Regions from separate parts of the Mus musculus genome. Here region 2 is linked to region 1. Evidence: chromatin contacts called from public promoter capture Hi-C data. All regions are on one chromosome and are shown on one strand. The core of a region is the stretch at or near the end of the contact, and the rest is flanking DNA. Distances in the headings are between cores, read along the strand shown.

The links. Promoter capture Hi-C pulls out the DNA fragments that hold promoters and counts their contacts.
Region 2: a promoter capture Hi-C map of neural stem cells shows a contact between it and region 1. The contact joins the promoter of Triobp here to the enhancer-like site in region 1. A contact is called at or near these places in 1 of 39 promoter capture datasets (neural stem cells), 4 of 484 Hi-C or Micro-C datasets (LSK cells, adipose-derived mesenchymal stem cells, cortical neurons and 1 more), 1 of 115 datasets of contacts at active chromatin or transcription factors (pancreatic cancer cells) and 1 of 9 other capture datasets (adipose tissue).

What each region holds. Positions count from the first base shown.
Region 1 is chr15:78,621,235-78,627,304 of GRCm38.p6, reverse strand. It overlaps Cyth4 (cytohesin 4), which reads right to left. Exons shown (of 13, transcript NM_028195.3): 13 at 5,286-6,070. It overlaps Gm52187 (a long non-coding RNA gene), which reads left to right. Exons shown (of 2, transcript XR_003951539.1): 2 at 1-277. Among named protein-coding and RNA genes, the nearest start is that of Gm52187, 5.0 kb to the left of the region's middle. Within about 2 kb of position 2,439, at least 133 of the 459 cell types and tissues checked have an H3K27ac peak or open chromatin away from gene starts, as enhancers often do. A contact at or near this core is called in adipose tissue, adipose-derived mesenchymal stem cells, cortical neurons and 2 more, where this site is marked.
Region 2 is chr15:78,944,551-78,950,620 of GRCm38.p6, reverse strand. Triobp (TRIO and F-actin binding protein) reads right to left here and starts at 2,897. Exons shown (of 25, transcript NM_001039156.1): 1 at 2,573-2,897; 2 at 2,283-2,440.

The DNA of each region.
Region 1 (6,070 bases), core at 1,190-3,689:
AAGGTGCCCTCCCCTGCTCTGACTGGTCCTGCAGGACATGGCAATCCCACACTACTAAGGTAGATGCAGACCACTCAATTTTATCCGCAGTGATAGCTAACTCTTTACACATGTGTAATGAGCTAGACAGGTTTGTAAATGCTGGCAATATCAGGTATACTAAAGGAAGTTTTGTGACTTTTTTCTTCTTCTCTGTTACACTGTCTAATTTTCTATAGAGAATATCTTATTATTTTTGGATGGTGGATGTTTTATTAAATCATTTCTTTGCAGTGGAGATGGGTCCTCTCTGGTCTGTATTAATTCAGGGAAAATCCTCAAGGGAGATGGAAAGAGATACATTGTAGCCTTTAGAGGTGGGACAAGCTGAGGAGGTTGTGGATCTGACCCTCAGTGGAAGGATCTGACCCCACTATGATAAGCAATCTGCTCCTAACTGAATGGGAGTGGTCCCGTCCCCCTGTGCGAGCTGCTGGGAGGAAGTGGTGACTTATGTTCAGAAGATGGAGGAATCTTCTGCCTTTGGGGGGGGCGGGGCGGGGTGTGTCTCTGTGTTGGTACCTTTACAATAGTGAACCTTTGTTTCCTCTGGAAGGAAGGAAGGGAGGAAGGGAGGAAGGCTGGCTGTTGTTACTGGCTGTGGTTAAACAGAACATGGGACGGAGTGTCTCAGAACCAGCTGCACAGCGCTCCCAGACTCCTCGAGGGCAGCCCCAGACTACCATGCTTCTGTACCAGAAGCTGAGCTGTAACCACACCATTGGGACAAGAGAAATGTTGGCATCTTTGGAAGAAGCTGGCTGGCACTCTGCGGCACAGGCCGAGGGCAGCAGGAGGAGAGCCGGGGATGCTGGCAGCTCGAGTGGCTGATATGTTTGGCATTTTGGGTTGTGGCATCCGTGCTGGCCCGGGTGGGCTGTGCTGTCTGTGTCTCGTGCGGAACACGGAGATGTCAAGAAATCAAGGGGAGGCTGAGTGTGGAGGCAGAGAGTTGGAACCCTAGAATCTCAGAGGCCGAGGAAGGGGTGCACCATGAGTTGATGCTAGCATGGGTTACAGAGTGAGACTCTGTCTCAGAAAATGAATCCCAGTATTCAAGGAGCTAAGGCAGGAGGACTACCCATGAGTTCTAGGCCAGCCTAGAACCGTGAAACCCCATTTCAAGCAACCAAACCTCCAAACAACTCTAAGAAAAAGAAAACGGAGGGATAACTGTGGAGTCATTAGTGGTAGAGTTGTTAAGGCTAGACCACTGCCGCTTTTAAGGTAAGAGAAGAGAGTGGCCAGGGACTTTGGAGACCCAGAGAAAGTCTACCTCTTCCTTTGGGCTATCCTGGGCTAGCAGCTCAGTTGGAGACTCTGGGACCTAAAGATTACAGCTGGGAAACCCCAGATTCCTGGGGCAGGAGGTGAGCTGACAAGGTTCAGAGACAGCAGGGCATCTGGCCCAGAGCCACACAGCTGGCCTTGAGGAAAGCCAGGATCTGAACTCAGGTCTGCAGTTACTTACAATATGCCACTGGGCCATGGCAGGGTGACCAAGAAAGGGAGACAGGACAGGAACAGGAAGGGGGGGCCAAGGGGGAAGGGGAGGGCCTCTCAGCTAGTTTAGCTGACCATCCCAATAGGGGATCTTGCACCATGTAGCTCCCTCCACTGACAGTGACCTGTTTATCCTGAGTCTGGCCTTGTACTAGGCTGTTGGCCACCACCTCCCCCACATACTTGCCAGTCCCCTGTGTCTCCCTTAATCCATCCTAATGGAGAGTCCCCAGAGAGGCTCTGGACACTGCCCACAGTATAAGACTGCACACCTGAAGGTAGGTCTTTCTGCTGATTTCCGTGTCCTGTTATTCTAAGGCAGCCACGAAACAGGGAAGTTCCCCAATGCCCCCCCAATCCATCAAACTGCTCCCCACTTCCCACATGTGTCCAGCTGCTTTCTGGGTTTCCCACACTTCCTAGAGCAGACCTTCAGGCTGGCATGTCTCCCCCAACCCCTCCCTGCTTTCTCTTTGCTCCTCTGTCAGTCACTGTGACCTCTAGCTTGCACACAGTTCATCCTGGGTCCCAGCGCCAGGCCTGCGACTTGGCACTGGAAAGCGGCTGCCTCCCCTTTCCCAGGTTCTGTGGAGTCTGGCTTCTCTCCTGGAGAGCAGTTGGGAGCTTTTCCTGGTAAAGAAAACATCACTCAGCTTCTGAGAGAAGCCAATGGGATGAGAGAAAGAGACAGGGCCTGGTTCATTGTGGGAGAGGATGTGGGTACAGAGAGGGCCAGCCACTGGACTAAGATCACACAGCAATTTGGAGAAAATCCAGGACTGGACCTATCTGTCTCTCTCTGAGGGGATCTTTCTTCAGTCATTCTGGGTGAGGTCAGCTACTGCCTGGGCCTTGTAGGCCGGAGTGGCTGTTTCCTATGACTGTGGAGGAGGGGCTTGGCAGTGCCCTGGTAGGAGGAGGGGCTTGGCAGTGCCCTGGTAGGAGGAGGTTTTTGCCTTTGGCTCTTTGATGCTCATTCTCTCGAACCCCTGGGGAATGCCTGAGTCATCGCTGAGCGGCAAACATATTTAGCTCCTTTCATCGTCCCTAATAAATCAACTTCTCCAGGTCTCTCATACCAGCCTCCAGCTCCAGGCTGCCTGCCCCCGTGTCCTGTCGCCTGACATCTGGGCACTACAGAGACTTCCAGCCCCCGGTTCCTGGCAGTGGTCCTCTTGCTGTTTCCTCTCTCTCCCCAGGCATTCTGGGCCAGGCCAGGCCTCCTCCTCGTGCTGGGCTGGCCTCCGTTCAACAGCTGCGGTCCTGAAGCCTTTCAGAGCTCCCTGCGACTAGGAGCTGCCCGGCATGGCAGCAGGGATGAGCCACCCCTTAGCCCTGACCCTGGCGATCACCACAGCATCCTCTTGGCCCACCAGGGCTTGTGTTGGAGCCCGGGGAATTTCTCCGAATACCTTACCTCATCTTGTCTCGTATGGGTCATGTGGGTGCATGTGAGTGTGTGTAAGTGTACATGTGCACATGTATAAATGTCTCAGCATATACAGAGGTCAGAGGACAACTGTCAAGGGTCGCTTCTGTCCTACCTAGTGGGTCCTCAGGATCTAACCTCAGGTTTGGTGCCAGGTGCCTTTATCCATTAAGCTTTCTTGCTGGCCCCACTGGCCTAAGTATTTCAAATATACCTAGTTATTCCCATTTTACAGATGGGCAGCCTGAGGCACCGAGAAAATTACTTAAGACATGGAAGAGAGCGAGCCCTTGTACCCAGGCCTTCTGGGAGGCTATCTATCATTGCTGCTCCTCCACAGGAGTAAGTGGCAACGGGAGACCTGCTTGTCACCCCTCCCACCACTCCAGCCTAGGGAAGAGTCTGTGCTGAGCCCATTCCTGAGACATTGTTGTCTGTAGACAACTCCATTAAAGGTTAGTGCCATTAAAAGAGTTCTCAGGGAGGAAGATGCAATCCAAACAGGGAGCAGCCTGTTCCGTGGTGCATAGCCAGAAAGAAGGCGGGAGAGGCAGATGTGTGTGGTCTCTGTAAGGGAAGAAGAGGCCCCTAAAGGGCTGCTCAAGGCCACAGGCCCTAATCCCGCATCCATGATCCCCTCACCAGGTTCTGGTCAGGGGTTCAGGCTCTGTCCTTCCAGCGGCAGAAGAAAGTTCATCTGTGTGTGGTGAGCGCTGCCTGCTGGCCAGATGTAGCACTGCACTTTAGCAGACATGGGTTAAAACCACCCCTGGGGAGCTCTTAAACAGAGTAGGAGAGACCTCCTACTGTTCTGGTGTGGTGTGGTCCTGGGCCTTCTCTGTCCCTAGAAATACTTGTCCTTTGGGTTTCACAGTTTCAGGGTCCCCAGGGTCTGGAACCTATTGATGCTGTGCTGAGGCCTCAAGGTTTTTTGTTTTTTGTTTTGTTTTTGTTTCTGTTTTTCAAATCAGGTAATTTCAGCCAACTAACAATTATTTTGAACCCATTGTGTGCAGTTGCTTAGTAAGTGCACAGACAGACTTGCATGGATCTCACAGTCTGGCAGGATGAGGTGACTCTGAAACACAGGCCTGGCTGTCTAGCCTAGACACCCTCCTCCTGGATTCATCTGCCCAGCCCAGGCCTTCACTATCCCCTGTGCACGCCAGTCTGCACTGGTTCTGCACTGAGGATTTGCGTTTGACACAGTCTCACTCTGTAGCCCAGGCTATCCTTGAACTCACAGAGATCCAGCTGCCTCTGCCTCCCAAATGCTGGGATTCAAGGCGTGTGTCACCATACTCTGCGTGCTATTTTTGAAGATTATTATTATTTACATGCATGTGTACGTGAATGTGTGATGTGAGTGTATGTGTATGTGCATGTGTGTATGCATGTATGTGCATGTGTATGTGTGAGTGTGTACACATGTGGATGTTTGCATGTATGTGTGTGCATGTGTGTGTGTGTGTGCATGTGTGTGTGTGTGCACATGAGTGTGTTCACTGTGTGTCTGTGGAGGCCAGAAGAAGATGTTGGTTCTCCAGAGTTACAGGTGGTATGAGCTAAGTGGGTGCTGGAAACCAAATCTGAGTCGTCTGGGAAGACAGCAAGTACGCTTAGCTGGTGAGTCATCTCTCCAGCCTCCAGCCTTGGATGTCACAGGGGTCTTTGGGATCCCTGGCTCTGTTGCAAAGACCTTGGCACACTGTAAGCACTCAATACACAGAACAACAGAAGGAAAATATGGGCAAGTTGAGCTAGTTCAGCCAAAAGCATCTTCAAGGAGGGTCCTGATAGTGAGATTTTAGGCTGGAGCCTGAGTGGAGGGCCAGAGGAGAGCACTGGATCATGAGCCCAGGTGGCAGGGATTCTGCCTTGGCCTGCCAGTGCCTGGAACAGAGCCTGGCATAGCTGGGACGCTTTATAAACATCTGTTTGAAGACAGCCGGCAAAGCTTATACAATCCTTCCCCACGCTGGTCCCTGAGCCAGCCTGTGCTTGCATCCCTCCAGAGGTGGTAGGATCACTACCTACTTTCCATATCACTTGTTCCATCTGTAGATCGTGATGCCCTCTGGAAGTTTCTGTATTTCCTTGGGTATAGCAGAGCCAACCCAGCCTAGCCCCTACTCCCGCCCCAAGAAAGCTCACCGAGAAGCTCAGCTCCCGAGGAACTTCTATCCAGCATGATACCCCCCACCCCCAGTGTCCCAAGGGTCACTAAATGCTCCCTCTTCCTGGCCTGGGAAAGGATGAGGGGGGCCAGGGGGGCTCAGGGATGGTGACACAATTACAGAAGAATAGCTTTCTTCAGTCTACGAGCGACGTCATGAGCTTTTATTCTTGCTCCTGAGTGTTACAACAGGAAAGAAAATGATGTCCCGCCATCTTGGTGTCAGGGAAGAAGTGGAGAACCAGAGAGGGGAAAGGGACCAAAGTCAGACAGTCTCTGTGCACACACACACATGGCGGAGGCAGAGGAAGAATTCAGGGTCCCTTAACCCCCAAATGGGGGCAGCTGGTGTGGGCTCAGCTCACCAGAAAGTTCTCAAATTCCAGCAGGGGCTCCATTTGCCTTGCTGATACCCCAGCTCCCAGGTGTGTGTCCCTCCCGAGACAGGCATCTCCCCCCCACTCCCCGCCATGCACTTCTCTTCCCACTGTGTAGATTACATATACACGAGCTCCTACAGAGGAAGAGGGCAGCCTGGCCACTTGCTGCTCATTCTTGGAGCCTGGGCTGGCACAGGGCATAGGGAGCCCCATTTCTTGCTGTCTTGTTGAGGAACTTTCCCCTGGTGGGGGGCTGCTTAGGCAGGAGAGGAGGTGCAAGTGCTTGGGGGAGTGAGAAACATCTCCCAAGAATGCCCTCCCTGGGTACACAGCAGCCTGCTGTGTAATGGAAAGCTGGCCTTGCTCTGGCAAGAGGCAAGAGGCAGAAACAGGGGCCCATCCTGCATTCCGTGACTACCCTAGCTCTGATGGCCAGGTAGCCGGTGTCATGGCTGAGAGTCTGTCCAAGCCTAAGTCCTGTGCTACCTTCAGGCTTGCTGTGGCCTCCAAAGCAGCCCTCCTGGTGGGCACAACCTGGAGTGT
Region 2 (6,070 bases), core at 1,648-4,147, 320 kb before region 1:
CTGAGTATTGGAGAGCAGTCAGGGCTGGAGAAATGGCTCAGGGGTTAAGAGCCCTGACTGCTCTTCCAGAGGTCCTGAGTTCAATTCCCAGCAACCACATGGTGGCTCACAGCCATCTGTAATGGGATCTGACACCCTCTTCTGGTGTGTCTGAAGACAGCAACAGTGTAGTTGTATACAATAAATAAATAAATAAATAAATAAATAAATCTTTAAAAAAAAAGAGCAGTCAGTGCCCTAGATGTGGTTGATTGATTTTGGTTTTTCAAGACAGGGTTTCTCTGTATAGTCCTGGCTCTCCTGGAACTCACTCTGTAGACCAGGCTGGCCTCGAACTCAGAAATCCGCCTGCTTCTGCCTCCTAAGTGTTGGGATTAAAGACGTGTGCCACCACTGCCCGGCTAAAGATTTATTTATTTATTTATTTATTTATTATGTGGTTGTTGAGAACTATATTTAGGACCTCTGCTTGCTCTGGTCAGCCCTCTCGCTCAGTCTCTGCCCGCTCCGGCTCAAAGATTTATTTATTATTATACATAAGTACACTGTAGCTGTCTTCAGATGCACCAGAAGAGAGCGTCAGATCTCATTATGGGTGGTTGTGAGCTGGGATTTGAACATGTAGTTGCTGGGATTTGAACTCAGGACCTTCGGAAGAGCAGTCAGTGCTCTTACCTGCTGAGTCATCTCACCAGCTCCCTACACATGACTTTTAATGTATAGTGTTGAACAATGTTCCAAGGACCCTGAATGTATAATTTTCCTTGTGCTGTTCATAAAATCCAAATTTTTACCAAGGGAAGAAAGAATGAGAGAGAGAGAGAGAGAAAGAAAGGTATGTTTGAAAAAGTTGGGTGTGGTGGAACCCACCCAGCTTTAGGCCAGCCTGGTCTACAAATCCAGTTGAAGGACATCTAGGACTGTTACACAGAGAAACTCTGTCTCAAAAAAACAAAACAAAACAACAACCCCAAAAACCAAGTTCCTCAAGTTCCCAGCCATAGGTGGCTCCCTGCTCCCAGCATGAGGCAGAGGATCTTGTGAGGGTGCAAGTTTGGGGTCAGAGTGCACAGGCCACACACCGGGTCTCCATCTCTTAAAAAGGAAGAGCTGCCAACAAGCATGAGGACTTGCATCTGAAAGCCCAGGACACAAGCACAATTTTCCAAGATGGGGGATGAGCACCGAGGAATCCCTGTTGCTCACTGGGCCAGCCAGTCTAGCTGAATCAGCCCACTCCAGGCTCAGTGAGACCCTATCTCCAAAAGTAGTGTGGCCTGTGACCAACCTCTTTCCTCCATGTGCACACACACACACCAAATAAAGAAGACAACTCCCCCAGCCCCCCAATTTTGTTTTGTTGATCCATCCCAGGGTACACCATGTTAGGCAGTCGCCCCGGTCATCCCCAAGTGTCTAGCTTTATAAACTTATACCTCCTCTCTTATTCTGCTCAAGTTAACACCAGCTTTAGAGGAGGCCATCAAAGCTCAGAGAGGTTCCCCAACAGAGGTGGCACTGGTCCAGCTGAAGGCTCAGGTCTGTCTCCTACAGCTCAGAGGTGACCCTGTGGGGGCTGGATCACACTGCCAAGTCACCTGGGTCCCTTGGCAAACACAGAGGGATGCAAAGGGCTGGCTAGGTATTTCCATACTTGAGGACAAAGTGTTACACAAAAGTGAACACCGCCTAAGGTCACAAAACTCCTCTGTGACTGAGTTTAGCCAAAAGAGAACCACTGCGTTTTTTTTTTTTTTTGTTTTATTTTGTTTTGTTTTCCCTGTTCTAAAGATCAGACCCAAGTTGGGGCAGGCATTAGAAAATTGCTGTACCATTGAGCTACACACCCAGCCTAGCCTACCGGTCCAGTCTTCTCTGTTCTGGAGGCTACAATGTCCACACCCTAAGAGTGACTCTGGGAGAGAAGATTCATCTCACTCATCCACAGGCAGGGAGGGGTATTAGCAGGAGATAGCCAGCATGCCCTAGAGCTCAAGTACCTCATAGCACCATTGGGTCACCTCATGCCTGACCTACTTGGTGATGATAGAGCTGGGGGTGGGGGGAGGGTCAAGCCTTTGTTGGCAATTTCAGCTGAGCTGAGGAATTTAGGGTTCTCCCCTGGGGCTCTAGGTCGGTCCCTTGGAGAGTGGAAGCCCCACGGGAGGATCCACGGAGCTTGAGTTCCTCCTAGGGCGACCACTTACCTGCTCTGCTTAGTTCCCGTTTTGTATAATGGATGTATAGATGGATGGATGGGTGGGTGGATGCGCTGCACAAACCTGGGCTGTTCTTTTCTGGTCCAGCCACCGAGAAGAGCATCCTCTTGGATAGAGAACGTAGCTCCTTTTCCAGGGAAGCTAAACGGGGGCTCTTCGTGTGCCCCTTATGACTCCAGTTTCCTTCACGACTCCCCCCAGCCAACTGGCAGAAATCTTCCCTAAAATGCACATTAGATAAGAATTTAACTACAAAAAGCCTTCGTGCATTTGCACGCCCCACCCGGAGAATGGACCCTGAGTCCCCTCTTCCCAAAGCCGGCCGACCAGCTCCTCGGGGTCTCTCAGCTTACCTCCTCTGGCCTCCCCTTTCCAGCCAGCTTAGTTCCGCTAGCCGCGGGGTTCTGACCTGGACTCGGGTTTCCACTCTCCGGGCGGCGGAGGAACTGGTGCCAGAGTCACAGCCTCTATTTTAACAATGAATCAAAACGCGGCCCAGGACTTGCGTGATAGACCACGCCCCTCCCTCACTCCAATAGGCTCTCCCTAAGAGCTTCATTTGCATGGTCAGTGTGCGACTGGACACACCGAGGACTAGGGGCGGGGCAGAGGCGGGCGGTGCCCAGGCGCCTTGCCGCGCGGGATGCACAGCACGTTTCGCCCGCGCTACCAGCATCTTGGTCCAGTCATGTCCCCATGGGGCCTGAGGACTGGACTTAAGGGCTTGTCTCTTTTCCTGTTGGCTCTCTCTAGCTAAGGTCCCTCAAAAGATACTAATGCATGTGTGGAAAGTACAAAATGTGGCTTCCCGGGCGTGGGGACACAGCACTTTAAAAACTGAAGCAGGATGATGGATCTCCCACAGTTCCAAGCAAACCCAGAGGGCTGGTGATGTACACCTCTAACCCCAGAAATTGGGAGATGAGGTTAGTGGGTATCTAGAAGTGAGGGGAAGACAATCAGAAGGTTATGGCCAGAGACAGTTGGAACCCTGCCTAGTCTACATGAGACCCTGTCAAACAAAAGCAAAACCACCAAAAACCGAAATCAACCAACCAAATAAATTGTTCAGGCAGAACAGTACCAGACAGCTAGTAAACACTAGTGGAACACGGTACCAAACTCATACCGCTCTAAGTTACTGTAGTCAGGGTCTCAGTAGCACAGAGCATCCCTGCCCAGGGATATCTTCACCTCCATTTGAACATTGACCTGGGCTCAGCCACAAAACCAGCAGCCCCACCCCAACTTTTCAAGTTAAGCTCTGTTGTACATTGGTTAAACCCCAGCTCCTATGCCAAGCCTTTACGTATAGCAACAAGGATCAGAGATGCTAATAGACTTGCCAGGGTCACACAGCTAATAAAGGGCAAAAACCAAACTAAAATCTCGGAATGTCTGACTCTGCAGGCCACTGTGGAGTGCCCTCCATTCACATATTCTCTCATTCACTTGGATCTGGTGATGTGGCCAGAAAAGTAAACAGGAATAAAATGTAGTTGCTTCCAATGTGAGGGCATCCTGACCCCGAGTGGAGCTGGCTGATAAGCACAATGGGCTTCCTCCCTGGTCTGGCTAGCTCTAAGTAAGAAAGGGGCTAGTGAGACCTGGGTTCTGCATCAGCGTCTAGCACTTCTTGGCTGGGTGATCTTGAGCCAATTACTTGGCCTTTCTGAGCCTGGAGTGGAATGGGTGTTTCCACTGGGTTGGAACTGACACGGACCCAGCCCTCTGCCCCTACCAGGCTAATCCACCGAGAGCCAACTGAGGCTGGCACTCCTGACAGTGCGGTTCGTTAAAAATGTATGGAGCCCTTTGTCAGTCATGTTTGCCAAGGGTTCATCGGAGAACAAGAGACCTGTGCACTGCTTTGTGTGTTTGTGTGGTGGAGGAAAACAGACCCAGGGCAAGAGAAAGAAGCAAGACATGACTGAGTTCGCCGGTGCTTAGCTAAGAGAAAAGAGGGCAGAGCAGAGAGTGGCAGGCATAGGGTAGCTGGCATGTTTCCAAGAGGTTGTCCGTGATCTTAAGAAAGTTGTTCTTGGGCTGGAGAGATGGCTCAGCCATTAAAGGCTAGGCTCACAACCGAAAATATAAGAAAGTTGCTCTTGCCTCTGCCACATGGCCATGTTTGTTCCTCCCATGCCATCTAGGGGGACAGGAACCACACAGCCCTCCTCATCACCATCCTATCAGAAGGATGTCACACTCTAGTGAGATGCCCAAAGTCCCCTAACTTCCACTCTGGATCCATGAGGGCGTCTGTCTGGGAACTGTGTCCCAGAGCCCTGTGAACTGTTGAGTGGACTCAGTTGAGGGTACTGTGGCGGCAGCCAGGCCAGTCACCACTGTCGCTATTCCTCCTCCTGTCTCCTGCTCCAGCTTGGACTTGTCCGCATCATGTCTTTTAAATTGTATTGTTTTATCAGTGTGACATATGAAGGGCACACTTGTGAGTGTTGCTAAGTATTCCTCTTTAGAAGGAGGTAGAAACAGTGTCTACCCATCCTTCCAATGACAAGCCAAGGTACTATCCCACCTTGGGGGAACCAGTGATTTTATTGGACTTCTTTATGAAACTTAAGTGAAGGGGTTACTTACAGAAATGTCGGTGTTCCTTCACAAAGGCTACACTGTGAAGTGTCTACCCAGCAGGGATTATGGCTTCCCCAGAGCTGCATGGATGGAGCCCAACCCCCTTCCTCAGCCCTTCCTCCACCTATAGCCTCTAGGCTGTCCCCCTACGAGACTGAAGCCACATGCTATTAGAGAAGAAGTTTGTTGGGAGGAGTGGCTACTCAGGCAAGGAGGGTTCCATGGTGATTCTCTGTCTCCTCCTAGGAGGAAAGTAAAGAGTCAACAGGCCCAGTTGTTGTGGTAATCCTTTCTCTTCTTTTCTTTTCTCTTCTTTTCTTTTCTTTTCCTTTCTTTTCTTTTCTTTTCTTTTTTCTTTCTTCTTTCTTTCTTTTTTTTTGTTTTTGGTTTTGGTTTTGGTTTTGGTTTTTGAGACAGGGTTTCTCTGTATAGCCTCGGCTGTCCTGGAACTCACTCTGTAGACCAGGCTGGCCTCGAACTCAGAAATCCACCTGCCTCTGCCTCCTGAGTGCTGGGGTTAAAGGGTAATCTTTTATAAACAGATCTAGAAGAACTCCTATGAGCTTGAAAGATGAGAACAGTTAGCAGCACTTGCTGCTCTTGCTGAGGACCTGGGTTTGGTTCCCAGCACCCATGTGGTAGCTCACGACCACCTTTAATTTTCTTTCCAAGGATCGAGCGCCCTCTTCTGACCTCCAATGGCACCGAACATATTGGTGCATTTACATACATGCCAGGCATGGTGGCGCATGCCTTTAATCTCAGCACTTGAGAGGCAGAGGCAGATGAATCTCTGTGAGTTTGAGGCTACCCTGGTCTATATAGTGAGTTCCAGGATAGCTAAGGCTACACAGAGAAAACTCTCTCAAAAAGCCACCACCACACCACCACCGATGATAATAATAATAATAATAATAATAATAATAATAATAATAATAATGAGAAGGAGGAGGAGGAGGAGGAAGAGAGGAAGAAGAAGAAAGAGAAGGAGAAGGAGGAGGAGGAGGAGGAGGAGGAGGGGAAGGGGAAGGGGAAGGGGAAGGGGAAGGGGAAGGGGAAGGGGAAGGGGAAGGGGAAGGGGAAGGGGAAGGGGAAGGGGAAGGGGAAGAAGAAGAAGAAGAAGAAGAAGAAGAAGAAGAAGAAGAAGAAGAAGAAGAAGAAGAAGAAGAAGAAGAAGAAGAAGAAGAAGAAAGGTTTTGCCGGGCGTGGTGGCACACGCCTTTAATCCTAGCACTCGGGAGGCAGAGGCAGGCAGA